2 separate regions of the Triticum aestivum genome follow, and region 1 is linked to region 2. A link is a contact called in public Hi-C data. All regions are on one chromosome and are shown on one strand. Each heading gives the region's core, a stretch centred on a gene start, on an enhancer-like site or on the middle of the called end of the contact. The rest is flanking DNA. Distances are from core to core; before and after follow the strand shown. Region 1 holds the start of LOC123112763 (ribosomal RNA processing protein 36 homolog). Region 2 holds the start of LOC101290661 (BAG family molecular chaperone regulator 3).

Region 1 (6,002 bases), core at 1,721-4,220, 310 kb after region 2:
GGCGGTTAGTGCTCATTAACTCAGTACTTACTAGTATGCTGATGTTCCTGTTATCTTTCTTTGAAGTACCGAAGGGGGTACGAAAGAGATTAGACTTTTTTCGATCTCGATTTTTTTGGCAGTCTGATGAGGCTAAGAAGAAATATCGCCTAGCATGATGGGGTATAATATGCCGACCCAAGGAACGGGGGGTCTCAACATTGAGAACCTGGAAATTAAGAATAAGTGCTTTATGAGTAAATGACTATATAGGTTATCAGTAGAGAATGATGGTAGGTGGGCACAAATATTACGCAACAAATATCTGCAATCGAAAACTCTTGCCCAAGTCACCTCGAGACCTACTGATTCGTCATTCTGGAAGGGGCTTATGAGAACGAAAGATTTGTTCTTTCGTAGGGTCAAATTCATTGTTGGCAATGGGATGACAACAAGATTTTGAGAGGATACGTGGTCAGGAGAGACATCACTAGCCATACAATACCCCACCCTATGTAATATTACGCAACGTAAGGAGGATTACATTGGCACAATATTACAATTAGTACCCCTGAATATTCAGTTTAGACGATCGTTAGTTGGGGAGCGTTGAAACTCCTGGATGCACTTGGTACGTAGATTGATGGATGTTCAATTATCCGACCAACCTGATTCTTTGCACTGGAAGTTGGCTAGAAATGGAGTGTTCACGATAAAAATCTTTGTATATGGGTCTTATTAATTCTTGCCCAATCCCGAGATCGATACATATTTGAAAGATTAAGGTTCCTTTGCGTATTAATTTTTTTATGTGGTTTATCCACAAGCAAGTGATCCTGACCAAAGATAACTTGATAAAGCAACGGTGGGTAAGCAGTACACGATGTTGTTTTTGTGATCATGATGAAACAATACAGCACCTATTCATAGATTGCCCTCTCGCAAAATTACTTTGACGAACGATTCATATAGCCTTTAACATTACTCCTCCAATTAGCATTGAATCGTTATTTGGGACTTGGCTAACTGGAGTTGAACATACTACCATGTCTCGTATTCGGATAGGAATATGTGCGCTTATTTGGGCTATATGGAATTGCAGGAATGATATGATTTTTAACAGACAACATATTTTAACCTTCTTGCAGATCATCTTCAGAGCTACGACATGGATCCGTACGTGGTCCTTATTCACTCATACGGACTCTAGGGAGCCGTTGGTTACTGGGTGCAACCGGTGGGAGATGGTAGCACGGGCTATATTCAACCGGTTTGGATGGCGGTCGCATAACATAATAGGAGTCTAGGGATCTTGTCCTTCTATTCATACCGATTGTGGTACTGAGCTTTTTTATGTCTCTTTGCTCCGCTTGCGAGCTGTAATATTTATATGACTTCGTACTATTTTGAGACTTTTAATAATATGCCTGCATGCATCGTTCAGATGCAGAGACCGGGGCAAGCCTCCTTTTCAAAAAAAAACAAACATAATTAGAGAACTTCTTGTTCTTAACTTGGATGGTGAGATTTTTGGTCTTAATAGCCTTGCTAGTTATAAGAATTAACAGATAGTGTGGTTGGAATTGATGATTTTAAGCAAGTAATTGTACAAAATTTCTCCCGTGCCGCTCCCACCCGAGTGACTCGAGGATGAAAACTAGCACGCCGCCGCCAGCCCTTCCCTACGCCTCCTCCCGTCGCCGCTGTGGCAGTGGGACCCTTCCTCAAACGGGGGAGGGGATCCTTTGGTCGCTATGTGCGGTGAAGCTCAATGCTCGGGGTAGCGGCCTTGAATCTGGTGGCAGCGGCGTGGCATGCCTGACCGTGGCGGTCCGCTGATATCCGGACTCATCATGGCCTTCACCCCCGTTCCACCAAGGCCGCGCAACTCTTGGATCCTGAAGTACACCCCGAATGACACTAAGGAGATCACCAAGCTGCACAAGTTAGTATGTCTTGTCTTGCTGTGTGAAACATCTCCCTGTTTTCCTTCTCAAGCTCTGCCATCGCCGCGTCGTGATCATGCGGGAGGGGGCCCTCGTTACCTATAGGATGTCGTTAGCCACCATGTAAGCTCTCATGTCCCTCTTCTTCCTCCCCTCATTCCTTTTCACCCCTCCCAGCAGGTGCATGGCGCGACAAGGGACATGGAGTCGGATTTTTCAGCAGTAACATACACAAAATGGGTCAGGTGAAAAATAGAGACCTCACTTACAACGTCTTTGGCGCCCGCTAGCGTCCTAACGCACATGCAAGGCTACTTGGGCGGCAACCCAATAGCGTCCAAGCGTTTGCTCGCGAGCGAACATGTATCATGATAGTTAACCGCTGACCTTTTTCGTTGACAGTTGGATGTTAATTATTGACATTGCCCTGTTTAAAATCCACGAGTTTCTTTAAAAAATCATGGATTTTGAATGAAGGTCATGAAATTGGAAAAAGTTCACAAATTTAAATTTCTTCATGAATTTGAAAAAAAAGTGCAAAAAAATTCATGAAGTTGAAAATGTTAGCAATTTTGAACATAATTTTTTGAATTTAAAAAATGGTTTTCTGCAAATTTGAGAAATGTTCGAAATCTTCGCGAATTTGAAGAAGGTCTCAAATTTTGGAAAAAAAGTTTGCAGATTTGGAAAATGTACGCAAAGTAGGGGAAAATACGGATTTGAAAATTTCTCACGAATTTGAAATATTGTGTGATCTTCAAAAAATTCATGACAAAAGAAATAAAATTTTCAAACTATTTTAAAATTTTAAGAATTAAAATGAAAAATTAAATCTAAAAGGAAAATAAAAAATGGAAATGGAGAAATCAAACAAAAACCAACTTTTTTTTGAGACAAAAACAAAAAAACAACTAAAAACAAGAGGAAAAGCACCCCATGGAAAACCTGTGGGAATAATCTACATGGGCCGGCCCATATAGCAAAAACACGCGCACTGGCGCGTGAAGTATGAAACCCAACAACAATATTTGGGCTGCTTGGACGGGTATTCATGTTCCGGCTAGAACCTAAAACACGCTAGACGAACACTGAGACCTGCCGCCGCTCACCGCCGCCGCCGCCGAATCCACCCCGGCCGCCTCCATGAAAGGCCGCAGCAGCCACCGCGGGACCGCTCTCACCTCCGCCGCCGCCTCGACTTCCAGCAAGCGCGACCCCGTAGACGAGCCCGTCTCAGACTCCGAGGAATCGGGCGACGAGGAGGTAAAGCCCAAGCCCTCGCGTTTTCCTTGACCGCCACGCGGATCCGCAGAACCCTCACCGGCGGTGCGTTTGATCCGCAGCAGGATGTCTCCTCGTCGTCGGGGTCGGGGTCGGAGTCGGAGTCGGAGAACGACCAGTTAGCGGAGCGGGAGAGGAAGCTGGAGCGCGTGCTCGCCGACGTGCCCTTCGGCGAGCTGCAGCGCGCGCGTGCCGACGGGTCGCTCGGGGCGCGGGGTGCTTCTGCTGCCGCCGCCGCGCAGAAGAAGGCTCGCAGGGAGAGCAGGAAGAGGTCCGGTTCCACGTCATGCCGGTTCCTGGTTAGGATTATTAGCCAATTTGGGGAATTGAATGAATGCTTGTGCTGATGTGTTCATGTGGTTTTCAACAGGCCCATGGAGATTAGCACGAATGTGCGGCCGCCTAGACTCAGGGATGTGATCCAGGTTCCCAAGAAGGTCAGTTGCTTGTGCGATTCAGTTCATATTTAGCGTGTTGCTGGGAGGAGTAGAGTTTGATTTGATTGGATTAGTAGTATTTGGTATTTTGGTAGTGAAAGTATAGGATAAGCACACACATAGTTCAGTTAGAGCCTTTGAGAGTTCAATCTGTCCATTTTATTGTTGTTGCATTGCATGAGCTTGTGCATAGATAGCATCATAGCATGCATGCTTTATGTGTAATTAAGATGGGTTTTAAAATACATATTTACATTGGGCATGTCTTGCTGCTTCAATTAAATATGCTATTGTCCTCGATAAAATAGCTCAAGAAATGCTGATTTAAGTTTTCGTGAATCAATTGACATTATGCACAGCAAGGTTTACTTTTGTCTGACTTGACTTCCGTGCCAGTTTTGCTGTTTGAATCTCTGGTACATTGGTGGAAAATAGAATCAGATTCCACTGGGTTCCTTCCTTGTTTCTTAATCCAACTAAATGTTCTTTAGACCAAAAAAATAAACCTGAATGTAGGGCAACAACTACTTTAAATCCGTCTGTAGCTATCTTAATCTATTTTCATTTTTTGTTGTTTTGCTTATGTTTTAAATTTAATTTAATCATACTAAAGTGATTTAGTACACAAACTTTTGCTATCATATGATGCTTATGTTGAGGATGTTGATTTACACACTGCGCTGTTGGATGTAACTTTACAATAGCTTCATCTTTAGTGAGGCAGTGACAGTACCATATAATATCTCATGAAGTTTGTTGTATTTACTACGTTTTTCTTTCTGTAGGTGGTAAGGGATCCAAGATTTGAACCTGTATATGGAGCTGTTGATAAAGAAGGGTAAGAGTCAAACATAATTATATCATTTGTTGCACGGCATTATTTGTCTTACTCCATTTATATGCTCAGTATTGTGTGCCCTTTAGCTTGGCATGTTCTATTTTAATCCTGCCAAGATAAGGTGGGCAGATAACTTATTTATTTGTATAGCTGATTGCTTTCATTCATTTCCATTCCCATGTCTCTTAAACACTCTATGGTTTCATAATCTATATTGACTAGTTTAGGCACATTTTTCAATTGTAGCGTGTTTGACAGTTCGTTCAAACTTGTTGGCATTCAGGTTCAGGAAAAGATACAATTTCTTATTCGATCATGATCTCCCTGCAGAAAAAGAGGTATATTTTATGCCTTTGTCTGTGCAATCCCATCTCACCGATCATTTATTTTGACAAAATTAAATATGTATCCTGCACTGCCTTAATGTGCCTCTCCAGAAACTCCAAAAGTCGATTAAGAAATTGAAGGACCCTAATGCCATTGAAGAAGCGAAGAATCAGATCACCTGGATTGTAAGTATTTTATACTTGTTCACAAGTTGACATTTTGTAATAGGTTTTGCCGATTTTTCCCACGAATGTTATTTTGTTGTGCTTGGCGGCAAAAATTTAAAATATCTAGGTAGGTGCCCTTATCAAATAAGCTTATGGTCGCTGCAAGCCTGCAATTTGATATTGTGTTAAGATAGCATACATTAGGAATGGTTCTTTAATCTTATGTTAAGTTGGACTGTTATATGTGTATTTTTTAGAACAAATATAAGGTGTGTGATAATTTCAGGACTGGGTTCCTTGTATTGAGCAAAAGCTATCAGGTCTTCCTATTTTGTTGATTGGTTGACGGAACATGTTCTTATCTGCAGGATAAGCAGTTGAGGTCTAATCCTCAGAAGAACGTTGAATCAGAAATTCTGCGAGGACATATTAAGAAAGAGAGGGAAGCAGCAAAGGCAGGAAAACGACCATATTATCTGAAGAAATGTTGGTTCCTCAATCCCGTCCCTCGTCTCTCACACCCTCCCTATCTGCATACTAAAGTTTATTTCCGTTTCTTGACCAGCTGAAATTCGTGAAAGGAAGTTGATGGATAAGTACAATGAGCTCAAGGTAAGGCACCCAGGGTTCAGTTGACTGCTAATTTCCACACTTATGAGCATCCCTGGCCTTACACTTCAATGTACGTTGACCATTTACAGGAGGCAGGAAAGCTTGATTCCTTTATGGAGAAGCGACGCAAGAAGAATGCATCCAAAGATCATCGCTTCATGCCATACCGGAGGGATGGGGGTGGTGCATAACAATGCCCCTGCAGCGGCTTTTCGGGTGATTCTGGCTAGTCTATTCTCTGCTCACAGAGTTGTACCAGCGCTCTCTGCTCTCCTGTTGTTGCCCTAGTGTCCCAGATATTTGTCAGCAACGATGAGTTGAAGTTAATCCATGGACCATATATTTGTAGTTGAGCTCTGGTTGCTGGTAGCAACAAGCAACTGTAAAACCAAACCATGGATATAATGTTTTGTTT
Region 2 (6,049 bases), core at 2,679-5,178:
ATGTGATGTCGCTCTCACCGGACGGAGTGAGTAGGCCGGAATTTCATTTCTTGCCCCTCGAACCAGTAGCCGAAACACCGGCCTATGCACATAGCATGCGCTGCACGGGCCCCGAACTTTCCAAAAAGTCCACTTGGACCTCACCATTCAGCCCTCCCCCTCTCTTTCCGTGCCCACCCACACTCCGACCCTTCCTTCTTCCTCGCCTGAAGCAAGCAACGCATCTCTCTCCCTATTCCTCCCTCGCTCGTGCAGATATTCTATACCCCATCCATAGGTAGCTGCCTGCCTCCTGTCCGGCCCAAACAACTCTCTCTCTCCACACGAGGAGCTCCCGATGCAGCAGCTAGCAGTGGCAGCACTACCATTCCGGACGCAGCCGGCCACTTGCATTAGGGTATGGCGCGCAACGACTTTGCAGCTGCAAGTAGTGCCCGGCTGGCCTTTGTTTAGCATGGGCGCAGGGCGTCGATTGGGCCCGGAAACCGTGTCACGCGGAGAAGACCCGCTTTAGGCCTTGCCATGCCTCCGCTTCCAACGTGCGTGCTTCTCCTCCTCCACGGGGAGAAAGAAGCAAACAACCGGACCGAGCTGCGCTGAGTTGCAGCCTCAGATCAGATCCACATCTACCGTTGGAGCTGTCATAACTGAAGAAAAAATAGTACTCCCTCCGTCCAGAAATATTTGTCGGAGAAATGAATCAAAATGAATGTACTCCCTTCATTCCCTTATACAAGGCCACAAATTCATATTACAGGTACCAAGACAAAATTTAATGACTCCTTTACAAGTCAACTTTTCTTTTTGTTAACACAAACATGCAACTTATGAATGAGAAAGAAGTGGCTGAGTGTCATTATTACTACATGCATATAAGTATTTAAAAGTTGCTAGTATGAGGAAACATCATTAACGTTTGCCTCGATTGCTGTTGGAGGCCTTGTATTGATGCAAAATATATTTTCAATAGTGGTCTTGTATATAAGGGAATTGACGGAGTATCTAAAACTGAAATATGTCTAGATACAACCATTTCTTCGACAAGTATTTTGGGACAGAGGGAGTAGCTAGTAGGTGCAATGTGAGTACAACCTGCCAAAACCATTTATTTGTGCTCGTGGCGTAACTCAGCTAATCAAGCGAGCTGGGCTGACATCGTGGGCAGTACAAATTTGGAACAACCCTGCAGCTGCAGCTGTAGGTCGGACTCGAGCAAATGCAGCTGGCCAGTTCAGGTTAACACCCAAGAACATGGCGTATTGCCGACCGACCAAACTAATGGAACCTTCTATCTAATCAGAGCCACACCCAAACGCAACGATCATCATGCGCTTCTTACCAATAGAGCCACACCCACAGAGTACTAGCTAGCGAGCGCGTCCAGGCACGACGTGCACGAACCACCACACTGTCAATGGACCCAGCCCTGCCTGGAACCAACTCGCTCCTGTCCCGCCCCCGCCCCGGCCCCTGCGCTGCGTGTCCGTGCGCGCTCATGGCCAACAATAATTCGTGCCCCGCGCCCCACACGACACAAGCACAGCGGCAAGCCCCCCAACCCCAACCAATCAATCAATCCATGGTGCATTTGGAATCCAGAGCACCAAATCTCACACCCCGATGACCACCCAGCAGTACGATCACCACTTGCGATGGGGGAATGGGGGAATCAACCAAGCAATCCAATCATAGAGGAATCGATTGATGTAAGTAGTATGTAGGTAGTATGAATCACATATACATGCTATTTTTCAAAAGAAAAATCCTTCACATTAAGACCACCACCAGCGCTTATTTTCTGCACGGACGGAACGGAATGGACGAACACGCTCGCCACTTCACCGGCCAGGGTCTGTTCATCTTCTGTTGTTTGATGTACATACATACATACACTCGGAAGAAATGTAAAAGAAAGAAAAATGGGGGCGGAACAAGAAACGATCCATCGAGAAAAAGGAAAGAATAAACAGACGAGAGCAAACAATCGGCACTAGATTGGTCGGATCGACCAGAGCAGAGCAGAGCAGAGCAGAGCAGAGAGGTCGATTGATGGATGGATGCACGAGAAAGGAATCAAGCTAGGCAGGGGCATGTACCATGCCGTCACGGGCGGTACGCGCGTTGCAGCTAGAAGAGCTCCCAGTCGAACCGCGGGATCGGCGAGGTGGTGTTGTTGTTGGTGGCCGGCTTCGTCGTGGTGGTCGCGGCTGCCATGGTGGTGGTCGCCGTGGCCGAGGACGTCGACGGCATTGACGACAGCAGGTCGAACGTCTCCCAGCTCGCCGTGGGCGGCGCCGCCGCAGCCTTGCCGTTCGCCGGCGCGGGCTGCTGCTTGAACTGCCGCCGCTGCGACACGGGCGGCGGCCGCGGCGGCAGGTGCAGCGACCGGTCGCCCTTGGCTTGCCCATTGCCGTTGCCGTTGGCCTTGGGTGCCGCCGCGTTCTTGACGTGGCCGTTGGCCGTGGGCGCCGACGCGTTCTTGGCCCGGATGACGTCCAGCGTCTCCACGTACTTCTGCACCCGCTTCTCCTGCGCCACCAAAAGATTCATAGAGCCGAAGCGGATTCAGTTGTGCTCGGCTCCTGTGGGCAAGTAATGTGCTCGTCAACGGAATCGGCGGGGAACTTAATTCGGCTGAGCGTACGTGCTGACCTGCAATCGCCGCTGCGCCTTGACCTCGCCGTCGGCGGCGATGGCGTCCAGCTTGACCAGCTCCGTCATGAGCGCCTCGGTGAGGGCGACCACGTCGGCCTCCACCACCTTCCCGCCCTTGCGCACGATGGTATCCAGCGCCGACACCTGCAGAGCACCACCCAAATTCGATCAAACACCCACCGAATCCCATCGACGAGACGAACGCAGCCAGAGTCCTCGAAGGCAAGCAATCCAGTGGTGATTAAGTAGGTACCTTGGTGGCGAGCTTGTCGACGTCGAGGCTGATGCGGGAGACGGACTTGGAGGCGCGCGGCGCCTTGTCGGCGCGGCGCTGCTCGATGAGGCGCTTGGCCTGCGCGTCGGGGTCCTCGAGCATCACCAGCTTGGAACGGTCCTTGACGCCGGATATGTCGAGGAAGGCCTTGGAGTCCATCTCCTTGCCCTTGTAGAGCACCTTCTGGTCCTCGTGGTGCAGCCCGGTCTTCTCGGACATCATCTTCTTCAGCTCACCTGCACCACCATTCACCCTCAGTCAGCAGCTAGCTCGAGTCGAGTCAAATCAAAAACTGAGAAACCAAAGCAATTGATTTGCATTACCGAAGGATGCCTGGGAGTTGATGTAGATCTCGTGGGAGACGCCGTTGAACTTGACCTTGAGGCGGACGGTGGGCACGGGGGCGCCCGCGGGGGCGTCGGAGTCCGGGTCGCGCTTCTGCACCAGCATCCCGCCGGGCCGCACCTCCCACTCGTCCTCCTTGAGCGCCTCCTTGGCCGCCGCCGCCGCCGCGGGAGAGACGGGCGAGGTGGTCTCCTTCATGGCGTCCAAGAATGTAGCTTTGCCCTTGGCGCGCATCATCTTCTCATGACACGTATATATGCCGCCCGCACAAGTAAAGCAAAGAATCAACCGAGCAACCCTAGCAGCTTGCACTACCCTCGGCAACAACCAAGAACAATCCAAGCACGGAAACTCTCGAGTCTCAGCTACGAAAATCTCTCCTCCTGTCGCCGACGCCGGGCTGCTGTGCCGCGGCAAGATGAAGGAAAGAGGCGAATTTGCTGGATCGGGGCAAGACCAGGAGACACGATCGTGGGTGCGGGCGGCGCAGGTGCCTCCCCTGGCGTCGACTGAATTGGGGAACGAGGGAGGAGGGATCAGGGGAGGGAGGAGGCAGAGAGGTAGGTGGGAGGGTAGGAGGTAGGAGGAGGAGAGGTGGGGAAAGAAAACGCACAGGTGGGGAGGGTACAAGGAGGAGGAGACTAATACAGCTCAGGGACAGGGCGGCAGCGGAATATTTATACTGGAGCAGCCCGAGAGGAGGCGTGGCGTGCTCGGGAGTGAGTGAGAGCATGTGGATTCCGGAGTAAGAAACGGGGCAAGTAAAACATCCGACGGCCGGCGCGTCCCTTCCCGGCAACCAACGCCGACGTGTACGCGAGGCCGGCGGAATATATCGGGCCCGAAAAGGGGCCACCCGCCCGCCCGCCATTCTGCATGCTCTTTCCCATGACCAGAAAAGTGGCCAGCGGACAAGCACGCCGTTCGCGTGGAGGCTGAATTTCGTGTTTTGACCCTTTTTTAAACAAAATCAAGATCTGATCCACGTTTAAAAAAAAATTCAGGATTTGACCCTTTTGCTACCGCCAGAGTCCCTGGCGGTAGGGTTAGACAAGCTACCGCCAGATTCCCTGGCGGTAGGGTGTGACGGAGGGAGACGGGGACCGTCACCGCGCGCTGACGTGGATAAGTACCTTACCGCCAGACAACCAGGCGGTAAGCTGTCTAACCCTACCACCAACGGCTCTGGCGGTAAGGTGTGGCAGGGTTTTGCCGTGCATGCCTTCTGTAACGAGATATGCAAGCGTCCTGGCGGTAGGTTCACCCTAGCGTCAGGGCTCACGGCGGTAGGCTGTCTGACCCTACCGCCAGGGGGCCTGGCGGTAGGGTCCTGTGTTTCGTGTAAAATTTTGTAGACATAAGAACTTTGATCACATCCAAATAGTGTGATCACAATTTCATAGACATCCAAATAGTTTGATCACAATTTCATAGAAATATGCAAGGGCCCTGAACATAAGAACCAATAGGCACAATTTCATGGACATAAGCATAATTAGTTTTGCCATTACAGATTAAGAAACTAGTACCAAATAACATAGTTTGATCATAATTTCATAGACATAAACATAACATAGTTTGATCACAATTTCATAGACATAAACATAACATACTTTGATCACATCCAAATAGTTTCACGAAGCCAAAATAGGTAGCAATCAAACATGACGATCATCAGCAGCCACACGCATATATAGTTTAAATGATATCGTTGACGATCATCATCTTCAAGCCTTGACGGTTGGTCTTCCTGATAGTAATAAGGATGGCCTGTCCAACATGAAGATTCTTGTCAACGAGGAAGCTCTTCCACCCATCTGTGCTTAAATGTGTGCGGCCGTCCGTTTCCACGCCGTACGCACAAGTAGTGACGGGGCCCCTTGCGGTAAGGCGTATTCCAGCATAGCCTTCTTCATCAGCCTCGATGCCACAACTCTCAGATAGGCTCTTTGGCAATTTCTAAATAAGAAAAACATATCAATTGATAAGTATGGATTATTTAAACTATTAACAATTCCTTGGATTCTACACTAATAACATACCATGACATGTCGATCGATCATGGTACTTGTCAGACGGGTCACGAATGGCGCCCCGATCAACTCAGCACGTGGCAGAAAGTTGTCCCATAGGTTGCACACCTCCCGTTCGCTCAGCCTCACTCTTTGAGCACAGATGGCTTCCTCAAGTGAGTCTTCATAGTCATCATCCTCATCAAGTGGTGGTGGTGGGGCCATGTTCCTTATATAAGCATTGATTGGATAAAGTTAATTAAACATCAATATTTGTTCTAATGCAAGCAAAACAAATATCTAGAATATTCACACAATAAATCATCACATATGGCTATAAGAAAGACTAAATCTAGGGTTCATCTAGGTTCTAGGGTTCATCATATCAACTAGGGAGGGTTCCTCGTATGGCTATAAGAAAGACTAAACCTAGGGTTCATACATTTGCAACTATATGAAATAGAAATACACACATTTTCACACTATGCATTAACCACCTACCAATTTTGCAAAACATACATCTTCACAAATTTACAATACATTAACCATCTACGAATTTTGTTATGCCTTTATCCTCACAATCTTGCATTCAACATACAAAAAGATTTCTTATAAAATTCATATACACATCACAAAATAAAATGGACCATCATATATGCATTCACCAACATATCCTCACATATCTTGCAATTGTTTCACCCACACATCCTCACATAGGCCTACTACTAAATCATATACTCCTAAACAACTAAAACATCATAAA

Evidence for each region. A called contact is a pair of places that touch in the nucleus more often than the background predicts.
Region 1: a contact with region 2 is called in a Hi-C map of leaf, with 5 times the contacts expected there. The contact joins the promoter of LOC123112763 here to the promoter of LOC101290661 in region 2. A contact is called at or near these places in 2 of 5 Hi-C or Micro-C datasets (both in leaf) and 1 of 1 datasets of contacts at active chromatin or transcription factors (leaf).

Annotation. Positions count from the first base shown.
Region 1 is chr5B:499,136,064-499,142,065 of IWGSC CS RefSeq v2.1, forward strand. It overlaps LOC123112763 (ribosomal RNA processing protein 36 homolog), which reads left to right and starts at 2,971. Exons shown (of 9, transcript XM_044533848.1): 1 at 2,971-3,188; 2 at 3,272-3,477; 3 at 3,577-3,643; 4 at 4,429-4,481; 5 at 4,765-4,819; 6 at 4,919-4,993; 7 at 5,344-5,461; 8 at 5,541-5,587; 9 at 5,677-6,002. The coding sequence starts at 3,069. The coding sequence ends at 5,778.
Region 2 is chr5B:498,820,731-498,826,779 of IWGSC CS RefSeq v2.1, forward strand. It overlaps LOC101290661 (BAG family molecular chaperone regulator 3), which reads right to left and starts at 3,929. Exons shown (of 4, transcript XM_044533846.1): 1 at 3,253-3,929; 2 at 2,909-3,165; 3 at 2,653-2,799; 4 at 1,690-2,529. The coding sequence starts at 3,511. The coding sequence ends at 2,128.